Linked DNA regions of Gossypium hirsutum: region 2 is linked to region 1. The links are chromatin contacts, called in public Hi-C maps. All regions are on one chromosome and are shown on one strand. The core of a region is the stretch at or near the end of the contact, and the rest is flanking DNA. Distances in the headings are between cores, read along the strand shown.

Region 1 (2,960 bases), core at 220-2,719:
AGTGAATGAGCAGCTGAAGTTTCAGGCAGAATGCCGTAGTTAGGAGAAATGCCCGGTAACATGTTAAAAAACTTTTCTCTCTGGCTAATCCAACTATCCCTAACATAATTCATGGGGTTAGGAGCCTCCGAAACAATGCAGTCGCGTGGGTGAAAGGCAGCATTGGGAGTAACCATGAGATTCGGATTGCGCATTGGAATAAAAGACTTTGTGTCCCGCTCAGCCATGCTTGACATAAGCTGCAGACCAAGATGTCCTTTAAAGGATGGCTCATAGTAACCCCAATTACGCATGTTCAACGCATCGTCATCCATGAAGCTATACATAGCCACCACCAACAAGAACAAAATGATTAAACTTTTAACATGATTCACATTATTCCATCAATGCCATTCAAATCCTGCTTAACATTCCCATTAAAGAACCCACGAAGACCATGAAAAAAGCATAACAACACTAAAGACAGACATTCAAACAAAAAACAATGTTTCAAATAAGCAATCTAACGCATTTACATGAATGAAGCAAGATTCAGCCACATCAAATACACATGAAAGCAAATAAAAGATCAGACAAGAACCAGCATTCAAAATTCAAAGAATGACTAACAATCCGTTTGATTCCCAAGAAAACAAAAAGGGGCAAATATGTTACATTTTCTAACTCTCAATTGGGAGGAAATTGAAAAAAGCCCCCAATGAGCGGCCTTCACGGTATCGCAGATCCATGATATGGAAACGAAAGATCTAAATCCACAGTAAATATGTACATAGCAGATATGGAAAAATCTAAGATCCCCAAAGCAGCAGAAATAGAAATTTAAAGATACCAAACAGAAAGATGGAAAATTTGAGATTCAAAATAATTTCCAGTTCCCCACATTTCCCCAAAGTCCAATCTTTGCACGCATCGTAACCCATAATCAGATCTACTACTATAGACCAAAAACAAAATCTTGAAAAAGGAAAAAAAATAAAGTTTGGGTTTTTTTTTATGGCAGTTTCAGGGCTTTCAAAATGGAAACTTTATAACATCCTTTAGATCTCCTTTCACAAATTTCACCTCCAGAGCTCGAACAAACAAACAGACAAACAAATAAATAAATGAAAATACATATGAAAAGTTTAATAGTACAAAGAATAAGTAAGGAAGGACCCATATATTCAAAAACTGTTAGAAAGAGAAAGCAAGGAAAGAGAAAAGGGGGGAAAGGAAAGTGAGAGGAGAGAGAAAACTTACTTAGAGGGGGTGTAAACGACTCTTTAGGGTTTGCCCTTTATGGAGAGAGAAAGAGAGAGGAGAGAGAAACCTGCGAAGGCAAAAAATAAACTACGAAAGAGAAAGAGAAAGAGAAAGAGAGAGAGAGAGAGAGAGAGAGAGAGAGAGAGGAGAGAGAAAAGAAAGCCCAAAAAAAATCAAGAGAGAGAGTGGGAAAGACCTAAAAATGTGTATCTATCAAAGGGGATTTATATATCGGGAGTTTCACTTTAAAAAAAAAAAAATATATATATATATATATAAAAACATCAAAAGAAAATTATAAATAAAATCATTTTAATTAAAGATAAATATAATCTAAAAAAGTAATTGGATGGGTGTAGGCCATATGCCTTCGAACAAACAAACAAAAAGGAAAACTTGTTATATCTCTTTTCTACATTTTGTATGTGGACAAATATGTGATTTTATAACCATGGAAAACAAGATAGTCAATAGATTTCTTTCAATATCTGCTTTCCCTCCTCTTTTTCCTTTTATCTATACAATTTATAATCCCCATCAAATGTCATCAATCAAGTTGTAAAATTTATTCATTTTATAAACTAATAAATATTCTTTTAAAACTATTTATATCTTTTTAAATTTTGATAAATCTAAAAATAATCTATACACATTTGAACTAAAAACATAACTTTTAAAATCTTAATTTTACTATTTCAATCAAGAAACATTTAGTATTATATCGGTTTTTTTATAAATTTATTAAATAAAATTTTTCGCTAATATTTTGAGTGCATTGGAGCATTTTGATCAAAGATTAAAATGGTGAAATTCAATGACATTTTTAGTTGGTTAACATTTCAAATCTTTTTAAATAGTTAAATAATATTAATTTATTTGATAGAATAAACATTACTCATTTCCAGCTTAAGCCAACTGCCTACTACATCATGAGAAAGAAAAGGCCAACATCCTAGCTAAAGGTCATCTAAAAACCTAAGGTATGATACATGCATCGATGGGTGAAATTTGTAATATCTCTTACTCGGTCCGATCATCGAACCTGAGTAATAAGATGTTTCAAGCAAATACAAAAAATTATATGCAATTTATATAAATTCCATTCACATATTATGCAATGTAATAATTTAAAGTTTGCAAGGACTTAATTGTGTAATTCAAACATGAAATAGGATTGAATTGTAAAATTTTAAAATTTTAAACTTTTAAAGTTGATATTGATATGTAATTATTGGGTATTGGTACCATATTAAATGTCGATACCAAATCACTATTTTGTTTGTTATGCTAAATAAGGGTATCGACATTTATTTTCCGGTATTGATATTTTATGAAAAAATACTGATATCATTCTGGCATTCTGTTTGTTTTAAAATTGTTTATATGATCAAGTATCGATACCAAATGCCAAAATATCGATACTCAAGTTCAAAAATGGTAAAGACCAATCTTTAAAATGTCCATTTCATGCCCAAAACACCTAAAACTCAAATGGTAACCATAGATATAATTATAGACCTGAAAAACATCAACCAAGGGCATAACCCAAATATCTCTTATAACAATCATCCTAAGTGTCTAACCAATATGCCACAATTGACACCTCAATCAACAATTCAAATTCAAACATAACATTATATTCAAAACGATCCAATATGCCCTTCAAGGCACCTCAAAAAAATTAACCTTATAATAATGATTCAATATCAACCATTCAA
Region 2 (2,920 bases), core at 356-2,855, 39 kb after region 1:
TCCAACATTTGTCACTTGGCAAATATCTTAATAACTTACCTAGAAGTGTTTCCATTTTTGGATCAATATATTACTTTAGATAATATATATATATGATATGGAGACACAAAATATAATTACATTATATCTTTATATAAACATAAAAATTAAAGATTTTACTATAAATACAAAAATAGTCATTAAACTATTAATTTCGTTTTATTTTGGTCACTCAATTATTAATTTTTCTGATTTAGTCACTAAATTTTTCGAAATTAAATATTTTGATCACCCTCTATTAATTGTTGTTAGATCTTTTACAGAAATTTAACGTGAAAATTTTTGAAATTTCCACGTAATTTTTTTCTAATTTTTCACATGGGTAAGTAATTTTTTTTTCTATATTTTACTTTTGGTCATCTCTTTTCAATCCAAAAAATAATAATATCGTTAATAAGCTTAGATTTTCAATTATTCGATTAGCTAATTTTGCTTTAACAATCTCTCTTCCTTTTGCGGGGCTAGGGCATTCCTATTAATTGTCTACCTACTTACGTTGTTATAATTAAGATTTACAACAACCATCATATATCTAAACCCAAAAGGAAAGTACAATAACACTACGACATTCATCCTGGTCGAATTTAGAATTGTTTTAAAGATGTACCACTATTGAGTTGTTATAGTGTATTGATTGATTTTTTTTCAGGAAACTACTCAAATGGCATCTTAGATATGAGGTTCTACTAGCAAACCTTTGTACTCACATTCAACCTTTTCCATCTCTTTTCACATCTTTAATGTAGTAGACTATTAACACTCTCATACTTATTTAATCCATCTTTCACAATATTAGAGTATTTGATCTTATCATTTCCATAAAAGCTCAAGTCTTGCAATCATAAGGTTGTGTTATATTTCTTCTAATAAGAATTATTTCGCAAGCTAACAAGTGGAGCTAATATGAAAAAAAAAAAAATGAAAACACAAGAGCACTTGTTTTTTATTCATCCTATACTAGTTATTGATTTTGTTTTACTGTTTTTAACCTTGACACCAATTTGTTTCCAAGGAGTTGGTCAAAAAAAACAAGAGAGCAACTGACTGTTTGGTAAGTTGGAAAATTAGTATATAAATACATAACCTATCAAGTTTAGATAGACAAATCATATATTTTTTTAAACGATACGTATTTAATAAAAGGGTAATTTTATATTTGGTACTTGAACTTTATCAAATATTCTAATGTAGTACATGTATTTTTACATTGTTTATCAATATGGTACCGCGGATTACCCCTGTTAATTTTTTATCTGTCAAGACATGTGGACCATTGAAACGATGACACATGTCGCATTTGTAAGAATTTTTTATTTCAAATAATGCTAACGACCTCAAATTAATTATACCAAAAAATATAATCCAAAAGAAAGGAGAAAATTTTAACATTTTTTTTTTCTTTTTTTCTCTTTTCCTCTGTTCTTCTTCCTTTTTCTTTCTCTTTTCTCTTCCATAATGAACCCTCGTCGTCATTGTTCTCCATCCGTCTCTTTTCTTAACTTGTTTTCTTCTTGTCGATCTTTCCCTCGATTTCATCAACGTCGCTTGCACTGTCTACTACAACTATTGGTTGTAATGTGCGAAAATAAAAGAGAAAATTAGAGGAGGAAGAAAAAGAGCGTCGAGAGAGAGATTTGAGAGAAGAGGAGAGAAATAGTTTTCCTAATTTTCATAACTAACCAGTCACCCCCCATTCATGATCAAATGAGAGAATAATGACCAATTACAGCCTGGCAATCTTTAATTCAGCTGCCAAAACATATCGTTTCACTAATGAACTTAGGACCTAAAATGCATCGTTTCATTGAACGTTCCTAGGCTCTAAATGCAGCGTTTAACATTACAACTTAAACAGAAATGAAAGAACAAAAATAAAATTAATGGTCATTTAAATTCATTGACCTTTGTAGACAAATGTTTCATAACAAACACCCTCCCCTCAAATGAGCTCCTTGTCCTCAAGGATCAAAAAGTGGATATTGCTGATGAAATTCACTCCAATTTTCCCAAGTTGAATCTTCTGGAAAAGCATCAACCCACTCCACCAACATTTCTATAACAATTATTTTCCCCTTTTTGACCATCCTCCCATTTAGAATCTAAATTGGTTCATTGGAAATAAAACCATCTGAATGAGTGGAATGGAGCACAGATGATGATACAGCTGAACCAACATCCTTTTTGAGTTGGGAAACATGAAATGTGGAATGTATCTTAGCAGTTGCAAGTAAAGTCAGCTTGTAAGCAACCTTTCCAACTCGAGACTTCACTAGATAGGGCCCAAAATACCTTGGGGCAAGCTTTTGATTCCTAAACTTCCTTAATGAATGTTGTTTAAATGGTTGAAACTTTACATACACTAGATCCCCTACTTGAAACTCCTAGTCTGATCTCTTCTTATCAGCCATCTGATTCATCCTTTCCTGGGCATTTTTTATATGAAACTTCAAGAAATTCCTCAAAGTTTCCCTGTGTTGAAGGCTTCTATCCACCTCAGCTACTCAAAAGACCCTTGCAAGGTAAGGTAAATGAACTGAAGGGTCCTGCCCATACAGGGCTTTATAGAGAGTCATTTTTATAGCTGACAGGTATGTGGTATTGTACCACCATTCAGTAAAAGAAGCCAAGTGGTCCAATCAAAAGGCTTCTTGCCTGATATGCACATAAAATAGCCTTGAAGACATTTGTTTAGGACTTCAATATGGCCACCTATTTGAGGGTGATAGGTCATAGATAAATGAAGTTGTGTGCCAAGATGCTTAAACAATTCTTGCCCGAAATGACTCTGAAATACCTTATCCCTATCTGAAAAAATCAATTCTTGAGCACCATGAAGCCTGTAAACTTATTGCAGGTACTCATAGACCACTGAAACAATAAT

The links. A called contact is a pair of places that touch in the nucleus more often than the background predicts.
Region 2: a contact with region 1 is called in a Hi-C map of fibers, with 5 times the contacts expected there. The contact joins the enhancer-like site here to the promoter of LOC107922313 in region 1. A contact is called at or near these places in 13 of 34 Hi-C or Micro-C datasets (anther, callus, fibers and 2 more).

Annotation. Positions count from the first base shown.
Region 1 is chrD01:42,017,183-42,020,142 of Gossypium_hirsutum_v2.1, forward strand. LOC107922313 (protein BASIC PENTACYSTEINE2) reads right to left here and starts at 1,470. Exons shown (of 2, transcript XM_016852294.2): 1 at 1,240-1,470; 2 at 1-318. The coding sequence starts at 314.
Region 2 is chrD01:42,055,741-42,058,660 of Gossypium_hirsutum_v2.1, forward strand. No RefSeq gene overlaps it. Among protein-coding and RNA genes, the nearest start is that of LOC121214139, 9.1 kb to the left of the region's middle. Within about 2 kb of position 1,606, at least 4 of the 9 cell types and tissues checked have an H3K27ac peak or open chromatin away from gene starts, as enhancers often do. A contact at or near this core is called in fibers, where this site is marked.